Regions from separate parts of the Mus musculus genome. Here all the other regions are linked to region 1. A link is a contact called in public ChIA-PET and Hi-C data. All regions are on one chromosome and are shown on one strand. Each heading gives the region's core, a stretch centred on a gene start, on an enhancer-like site or on the middle of the called end of the contact. The rest is flanking DNA. Distances are from core to core; before and after follow the strand shown. Region 1 overlaps 1700026D11Rik (RIKEN cDNA 1700026D11 gene). Region 2 has its middle 24 kb from the start of Chgb. Region 3 overlaps AU019990 (expressed sequence AU019990).

Region 1 (2,779 bases), core at 130-2,629:
TGTTTTTTTTTTTTGTTTTTGTTTTTTTTTCCAGCAATCTGGGTCATGTTGTCCCTCTCCAGGGGAGGCTTTTCTGGTGGCTTCCCAGCAGGCCTTGCTTGGCATAGTTTCTCCTTCTGGGCTTCTCTCTGTACAGTCCCCGGGGCTCATTCTCGCTGTCTTAGCTCTTAGCGGGGTTTTGTTTAAATCTGTTTTTAGCATGAAGGGATCTGGAGGAAGGGAGAAGAGCTATAGCCCAGGCTCTCATGATACCTAAAATCGAGGTATCAAACATTGTTTTCTGTACCTGAAAGAACACATAAATTGTGCAAATGATGCAAGGGACAGCTGGGCTAGGCTGGGCACTATGACAGCGCTGTGACAGTGCCCAGCCCAGCTGTACACACCTCCTCATACAGACCCCACGGCTATTTCTTCCAGTCTTTTTCCGCCCCTGCCATCCCCAGCAATCCTATCTGGCGAATTCCCATTCTCCATCCTTTCCCTTCTTCATATGTTGCCTATAGTTTTTGTTTGTTTTGTTTTGTTTGTTTGTTTGTTTTGCCTTGGTGCAGGCAATTTTGTGCATCTTTTAAGGGGTGTGGCCCTCCAGCCCTTATCAGGGACTTTGCTACATCGAAACATGTAGTTGTTTTTGGTTTGCACATCTCTACTGCTACAAAGGCGTTGGTCTCTCACACTGTTCCTACCATAGTTTGTCTCTCCTGCTAACGCACACTTTGCCGTTTCTTTTCCCCATGAATGCACAGTTTGCCGTTTATGTCTCCCGTTAACGTACAGCTGGGTTCCATTCAGCTTTGCTGCGCTGAGGACGATTCCCCCTTCCCCTCGGGTTCCCATGTCAAGATGTCTGGCTATGAAATTGCAGCCTCCACTTCACTGGTAAAGGCCAAAGTGACCCCACCAGTTTATGTCCTCCATCCCATCCCTGAAGTGCCTGTGAGTTATCCACGTCTAAGCAAGTGCTTTAGAATGGCTGCCCACGGGGGATGTAAGCCATGCACAAGGAATCCCCTCTCCTCTCCCTTCAGAGCCGTGGAAGCAGTTTTCACTGGCTTGGTGCTGTTTGCTCATCTTCAAGTGAGTCCCGGGAGGGAGGGGCTCTCCTGGAGACGCTCCCACTGAACGGACCCAGAGGTGCTCCAGGCTGTGAGGGCTTGGAAGGTTCTTGCTCCGTGGAGCCCCTCCACAACACTCAGGATCTAAAGCGACAGGAGCTTGGTCTCTGGAACTCGACCACGTGAGAGGGACTTCCTGACTCTGAAGACTGGGCCCCCCCGCCCCCCCCCCCCCCCACACACACACGGAGAGAAGATGAGCCTTTAAGCCCAGGGCGCAGCTGCTGCTCAGCCTGGTGTCAAAAGATAAAGACGCAAACAGGAAACCACAGGCCAACGCATCTTACTAATACAGATTCAAAACTCTTCAACAAAGAGATAGCAGAGGGATCTTGCAGCAGCACAAGATTAAGATCCTCTTAACACTTGAGGTTCACCCTTGGAACCTAAGGCATCAAGATGTGAAGGGCTAGACTCAGGGACAGGCTACCTCAAAAACAAGACCGATGCAGAAAATTAATAAGGCACATCTTAATGAGATAAATGTTTAAAAAACACATGGCCATCCCAATAGACACAGAAAAAGTATGGGGTACATAAATCTAGTGCCTCTTCATAAGGAAAACAGTTGTTGAGGGAGGACCAAAAAGAGAACACACCTCCTGCCGATAGAGGACACCCATGAAAGCCCACAGATGAACAGGAAGACGAGGATACCACCTTCGAGAGATATTTCTATTCAACAGTGAGTTGGACGTTCTAGGAAGAAAGTTGGCAAGAAGAAGAAACAAAAGGATTCCAACTGAAAAAGAGGAAATAAAACTACAGTTATTGACAGGACACTTCATCTTATGCCTAGAAAATTATGAAAATGTCACTAAAAACGATGGCTTGTCAAGACTGTAGAATGTAAATTCAATATATAAAAATAACCATTCCTCTATACTATCAACAAAAGCAATTTAAGAAAATGGTTCTATTTTTTTAAATAGCAATCACAGAAAGCAAAATATGTAGGAATACATTTTTTAAAAGTATAAAATTTATATTCTGCAAAAAATACAAAGCAGCATTCAAATAAAGAAATTTCAAGTAAGTGAAAAGACAGCCTTTGTTCATGGGTCAAAAGACAGAGCAGGGATGACTTCCCCACAGTGCTGTCATGAACAGGGCTGCTCCCCCCCCTCCCCCCCCCCCCCCCCCCCGCCCTCCACCAGTGCTGTCATGAACAGGGCTGCTCCCCCCTCCCCCCCCCCCCGCCCTCCACCAGTGCTGTGGTGAACAGGGCTGACTTCCCCACACTGCGGTAATGGCTAGGTTGTTTGTTGTTGCCGTTTTGCATTTTCTTTGTATTTCCTAAGATTACATTTTTTTCCATATTTCTTCACATTCTAAGTTTTCCTCCCCCAACTCCCCCCAGGTTCTCCCTACTGTTCCACCTCCCTACTCCACACCCTTTGTCTCTTTAAAAAACAAAGAGCCCAAGAAACAAACAAAAAACCAAAAATTGAAACAAACAAAACACCAATAAAACAAACAGAAAAACAAAAACAACAAAAACCACCTCCAAAGCCCAAACCTAGCAAAATGAGTTAAAAGAAAAAGCTTCTCCGAAAACACCGTTGAGTTGGTTTTGTGTTGGCCAACTACGCTTGGCATGGGGCCCACCTGGGTGCACTCAGTGATGCTCCACTGGAGAAAACTAATTTTTCCTTTGCAAG
Region 2 (2,779 bases), core at 80-2,579, 250 kb before region 1:
GGTCTGTCTGGTCGACAGCTGGCCCCAGTGGGTAGACTTGCATCTAAGGTCGTCTCCAAGCGTCCAGCACTAGTGGATCTGCCAGACGAATAAAACTACAAGAGTAGTCACCAAACAGCTGCTTAGCCAATCCTTCCAGAATATGGGCCCCTCCCCCCACTCCCTTTGAAATAGGGTCTGTGTAGCCCAGGTTGAACTCTCTGCCTTCCTGCTTCAGACTCCTGAGTGTTGCGATTGCTGGTGAGTGCTACCTAATGCATGGCTCTTCACTGTTAAGTTGCACTTATGTAGTATTATTGTTACTTTATGTGGACTAGTACGGGTGCACTCCTGCTATGCCATGTGTAGGGACCAAGGGGCGACTTTAAGGAGTAGGTTCTCTCCTTTCACCTTTATGTGGACTCCAGGGCTCAAACTCAGACAGTCAGACTTGCATGGCAAGTGCTTTACCTACTGAGCCACCACTCTGACCATCTTCAGTTTTTTAACCTGGAATTTAAATTTTTGTTCTAAGTGCATTATCATCCGCAGCTGTGAGAAATGATATATATCCTGCATATCTTGCATAGATATCTGCAATTCTTACAGCATTTACCTTATCCACGTTGTCATGCAAAGCTATAGTATAGTATCACAGCTAGGATATTGCTATTTGTAGATGATGTTGGTCAGATTTCTCCATTTGCTTTGTACTCGTTTGTGTACCTTCAGTTGTGTGCAATTTTCTCATATGTAGGCTCTATATCTTGGGTAGAAGAGAATATGGAAGTGTGAAACACTTTCATGGTATCCTATAGTTTATGAAGAGTTTAGGCACTATTTGCATGCATATATACTGAACATCTATTGATAGAAGTCTCATGAAGCCTGGGACATAGCAATGGTTCACTAATTTAAAGACTGGAAAACTTAGACAATGGAAGCAGAGAGAAGAGGTGGTCAGAGAAAACTATGATTAAATGAAGAGCTTGGTAGGTTGGCTGTGTACACAGGTATTTATTTGTTTGCTTATTTTAATATATAGACCTGTAACTCCACGACAGAATATGAAAGGGGAAAGATAGTAGGCTGGGGATGTTAGATGGGAGGGAGGGGCAGGCACTATAGCATCCTTGCAGGAATAACAGCACATTTTACACCAAAATGTTCCCACAGCTCCTTTAGAGCCTTGCAGCAGGCACTGAAGATCTCATGGGAGGGGAGTGGGACTTGTGCAGGCAACCGGAAGATTCTCACAATTTAATATGCAAGAATTACAGTCTCATGAGCTAACCCAGGGAGTTCCAGGCACCTGCCAGTAGGCTCCAAGGCTGAAGAAAAGCAGGGAGTGGGCACGGATGCTGTCTTGTGTCTTCTGCGAATGCACCACCCACAGAGACAGCAGGGAGAAAGATTTGCTTGGAATGCCTCGAGGCTTCTTGGTAAAGTACTATCTGTGATGCACAGCAACCAGGGATTTAAGGATAAAGAGAGAATGAGGCCAACACACTTCATGCAAGCAGATGGGCCCTGGTCCACAAGCCTATCTTCTGAGAGAGAGAACGGCTCAAGAAACAGAGACCCACACATTCACACACCCAGGAGTCCTATGAAAACACTAAACTGGGAGCCATTCTAGATATGCAAAGGACCTGGAGGGTAAAAAGAGAGGAGAAAGTTAATATATAAGTAAAATAAAAATTAAAAACAATAAGATAATTTTTTTTTAAAAAATCCCTGAACAATATTATGAGACAAGGGCCCTCCAAAGACGCTGCTGCTTTGCTTCCTGTTGGCCTTCTACTGCTGGGCATGTGGTTTGGCCTTAAGAGTAGTTTGTTTCCCCAGTGAGACTCCTGTGGAAGAAATTAAAATTTCAATTGTAAGTGGTTATCAGTTGGAGATTACTTCTGGGTTAGGAATGGAGCCGTGTGTCTCTTCAGCTCTAGGACGCAACTGGAGCAGCTTCCTATAGATGTTATGCATGCTGCCTTACTCTCTGTGAGTTCCTATGTCCGTCAGTCATGAGGATATTGAAGGCCTGGTTTTCTTGGTGTCCACCATACCTTCTGGCCTTACACTCTTTTTGTCTTCTCTTTTACTATGTCCCTCAATTTGTGTGTGTGTGTGTGACTATATCCTCATGGTTTTGCTGACTTTATAGCAAAATCAGCTTACAGCTGGATCACGTGGTGACCTGCATCCTTTCATCACCTGCCAGTTCGGAATGCTCGCCTCTGTTTCATAGCCAGCGTCTCTGGCAGCAGCAGCTGGGCTCAACCCACTCCAGCCTCACGCTATCTTCTCTGTGGCTTTAGCCTTTTTGCAGAAACATGGAGTGACTCTGGTTCCTGTCCTAGCACCACTTTCCCCGACAGATGACTGGTCCTTGCCCTTCTTATACCGTGTCTCTTTGTGGGTCTGCTGCCTGCCACACTTCTTGAAGAAAGCCTTGTGGCTTTTAGGAATGTTCACTGTATTTGCAGGAGTACTCCTGACACAGAAAGAGAAAAGAGAGGAGGCTAAAAGTGGAAGCCCATGCCTCAACTTTTATGTTGTCAGGACTATTGATCTTTTCTTGTTGGCACTGCTCTCTGTTTTAGGAAGAGCTTCTCACGCCAGTTACAAAACAGCAACCTATAGTGTCATCTGTAACTTTCGTAGTGCTGTTTTCCCATTTCAGTAGTTAATCCATAAGGAATTTATATTTTGCATGCAAATTGAGGTGCAGATCTCAGCATTAGATACTTAGATAATTCATTATTAATTTTTTTACATTTAGTTATTGTATTTTATGTAT
Region 3 (2,779 bases), core at 210-2,709, 130 kb before region 1:
GATGGCTCATCCATTCAGAGTGCTTGCTACTTTTGCAGAGGACCCAAGTTAGGTTCCTAGCACCCACGCTGGGCAGAGGACCCAAGTTAGGTTCCTAGCACCCACGCTGGGCAGAGGACCCAAGTTAGGTTCCTAGCACCCACGCTGGGCAGCTTACCACTCCTTAGTTCCAGCTTGGGGGAGTCTGGGGAGGGGCAGCTGTTCCTATGCCTCTGGCTTCAGATGACGCGTGTATTTATGTGCACATATCTACATGTAAACACATACCCACATAGTTAAAAATAATAACAATAAAACCTTTTTTAAGACCATCTGGTCGAATGGATGAGATGGCTCAGCAAAGGTGAAAGTGCTTGTCCTGCAAGCCCAACAACCCAAGTCTGAGCCCTTAAACCCACTGTGAAAAGGAGGGGGCTTGAAGCTTTCCTCTGAGCTTGTGCCATGGCACACACATGTGTGTATACACACGCACATGTGCATGTGCACATATGCACACACCAACACTAACTCTAATAATAAATAAAGTTCTTAAAAGGTCAAGGCAGCTAAGCATAATGGCTCAGGCCTGTAATGTGACCTGTTGGGAAGCTGAAGCAGGAGAATTTCGGGGAGTTCAAGGCTAGCCTGAGCTATGTAGTGAAAGTCTGTCTAAGAAAACAGGTAGGTTAAATAAATAAGGTTTTGTTTTTAAGTTCAAGGCAGATGACTAGGCATGGTGGTAAATGTCTTTAATGCCAGCATTTGGGAGGCAGAGGCAGGCAGATCTCTGTGAGTTCAAGGCTAGCCTGGTATACATAGTGAATACTTAACTAGAGTCACAACCTAAGAGCATTTTACCTGTCCTGAGATCATTGACCTGTGACCTGTGAATACAGGAGTCCCGTGAGGTGTTCTAGCACACGTTGTAAGGCCATGTTGTGAGGACAGTTGGTTTTTGAGTGAAACTGTCCTGTAAGTGAGCCTCTGTGTGCCACCTCGGTGCTGGCTAGTTTTATGTCAACTTGACATAAGCTAAAGGTATCTGAAAGGACGTTTCGAAATTGAGAAAATGTCCCCATAAGATCTGGCTGCAAGGCATTTTCTTAATTTGTGACTGATGATGGATGGCCCAGCCCACTGTGGGGCTGGTGATCCTGGATTCTATAAGAAGCATCCAGAGCAAGCCATGATGAGCAAGCCAGTGACTTTTCCATCACCTTCTCTGCATCAGCTCCTGCCCTGCTCCCTCCACTGACAGACTACAACATATAAGGCCCTTTCCTCCCACACCTGCTTTTTGTCACAGCAATATTAACCCTAAGATAATCTCTATCACAGCATGTTTAAGAATACGTGGCTGTCACTGAAGTAGTTGGACAGACAACATTGAGGCTAGCAATGAAAGTGCACTGTCTGTGCTTTGCAAAATCGAAAGCAAATAAGGGTGGGGTTCACCTTAGAGACTGACAGACCACAAAGGAAGAACAAATAACAGGCAGGAAGTGGATGCAATAATTGCAAAGTATCAACAGGCTGAGTGAGGGGGCTGGAGGGGTAGGTGAGCCTGCTCTTCTGGAGGTTCAACACCCAGCAGCCACGTGGCGGCTTACAAGTGTTTATAACAAATTAGTAACTATAATTGTTTATAGTTTCAAGGGTTTTGCTGTATATCCCTGGTTGACCTGGAACTCACCATGGAGACCAGGCAGGTCTCAAGCTCATGTTTATTTATATTTGTGTGTGTGTGTGTGTGTGTGTGTGTGTGTGTGTGTGTGTGTGTGTGTATACTTGCCTGTATGAGTTGTGATGGCTGGTCAGGAGCAGGTATGATAACCCAACACTCACGCAACGCATCCTCAATTAATAGAATTGTGAAGATTGGTGGCACACTCATGGCAAGTGGCAATTTTGAAATGAGCTTTCTGCCAAAGTTTCAAGCTAGCTTATTGAGATCTCCTGTAAACTTCACATGACCACCAATGAAGAGGTTCTGAATACTTGAGACATCTAGCTGGCTGTTTTTTCTTTTCTTTTCTTTTCTTTTCTTTTCTTTTCTTTTCTCTTCTTTTCTTTTCTTAGTTTAACATGATTGCTTTTTTTCAACTTTGAGATGTTTAGATAGCTTATGAAACTTAGCACAGGTCTGTATATTGTTCAGCTTTTTTTCCTGACACATTGAGACCCCATTTGAAAGGATTGGAGTCCAGGCCATTTTGTTTAGTGCTGTGGGGTACATGAGGGTAGTTTGCAGCCATGTGGTAATGGTTTCATTTGCAAGGTAGCTCTGTGGCTTTACAATGCATTCATTCACTACCTCCATTTGTTTTTATTTTTTTCTGACATTATAATTTAATTTCATCATTTCTCCCTTCCCTTTTCACCCTCCAAAAACCTCCCATTTACCCTCCCCTTCAGACTCATGGCATCATATTTTACTAATCATTATTGAATTGTATATATTTCTATGTATATGCATATACATATCCCTAATGTAGGCTGTTCAGTCCGTATAATGCTAGAATGCTGCCTGTTTGGCACTGGACAACCAGGCAGTTGGTGTGCTCTTCCCTGGGAAAGGGCCCCTCTCCTGCTCCCAGCTCTCCTCCATTGCCATGGTTCTTTGTGTAGGGTTGAGACGTTGTGGGCTTTTCTCTGCCAGGTTGGCACTTTTCTTGGTGTCAGCTCATATCTGGGCCGTCATACTGTTAAGACTTTATATGTGTTCGCTGCCTCTGCTTCGAAAGCTCTTTGAGCTTCAGACATCCACTGTCGAATTTTTAGAGACTAATGTTGTCCCTTG

What was found. A called contact is a pair of places that touch in the nucleus more often than the background predicts. ChIA-PET counts read pairs in DNA pulled down with a chosen protein or histone mark.
Region 2: a contact with region 1 is called in a Hi-C map of the N1E-115 cell line, with 3 times the contacts expected there. The contact joins two enhancer-like sites. A contact is called at or near these places in 3 of 484 Hi-C or Micro-C datasets (the N1E-115 cell line, Sertoli cells and bone marrow-derived macrophages), 4 of 115 datasets of contacts at active chromatin or transcription factors (Th17 cells, acute myeloid leukemia, embryonic basal ganglia and 1 more) and 1 of 9 other capture datasets (embryonic stem cells).
Region 3: an RNA polymerase II ChIA-PET map of effector CD8 T cells shows a contact between it and region 1, with 8 read pairs. The contact joins two enhancer-like sites. A contact is called at or near these places in 6 of 484 Hi-C or Micro-C datasets (CD4 T cells, CD8 T cells, embryonic stem cells and 2 more) and 2 of 115 datasets of contacts at active chromatin or transcription factors (effector CD8 T cells and regulatory T cells).

Annotation. Positions count from the first base shown.
Region 1 is chr2:132,511,156-132,513,934 of GRCm38.p6, reverse strand. It overlaps 1700026D11Rik (RIKEN cDNA 1700026D11 gene), which reads right to left. Exons shown (of 4, transcript NR_028286.1): 2 at 1,718-1,860. Among named protein-coding and RNA genes, the nearest start is that of 1700026D11Rik, 22 kb to the right of the region's middle. Within about 2 kb of position 1,379, at least 100 of the 459 cell types and tissues checked have an H3K27ac peak or open chromatin away from gene starts, as enhancers often do. A contact at or near this core is called in CD8 T cells, the N1E-115 cell line, effector CD8 T cells and 1 more, where this site is marked.
Region 2 is chr2:132,756,686-132,759,464 of GRCm38.p6, reverse strand. No RefSeq gene overlaps it. Among named protein-coding and RNA genes, the nearest start is that of Chgb, 24 kb to the left of the region's middle. Within about 2 kb of position 1,329, at least 16 of the 459 cell types and tissues checked have an H3K27ac peak or open chromatin away from gene starts, as enhancers often do. A contact at or near this core is called in the N1E-115 cell line, where this site is marked.
Region 3 is chr2:132,642,056-132,644,834 of GRCm38.p6, reverse strand. The region is part of intron 4 of AU019990 (expressed sequence AU019990); the gene reads right to left. Among named protein-coding and RNA genes, the nearest start is that of Shld1, 43 kb to the left of the region's middle. Within about 2 kb of position 1,459, at least 72 of the 459 cell types and tissues checked have an H3K27ac peak or open chromatin away from gene starts, as enhancers often do. A contact at or near this core is called in CD8 T cells, effector CD8 T cells and regulatory T cells, where this site is marked.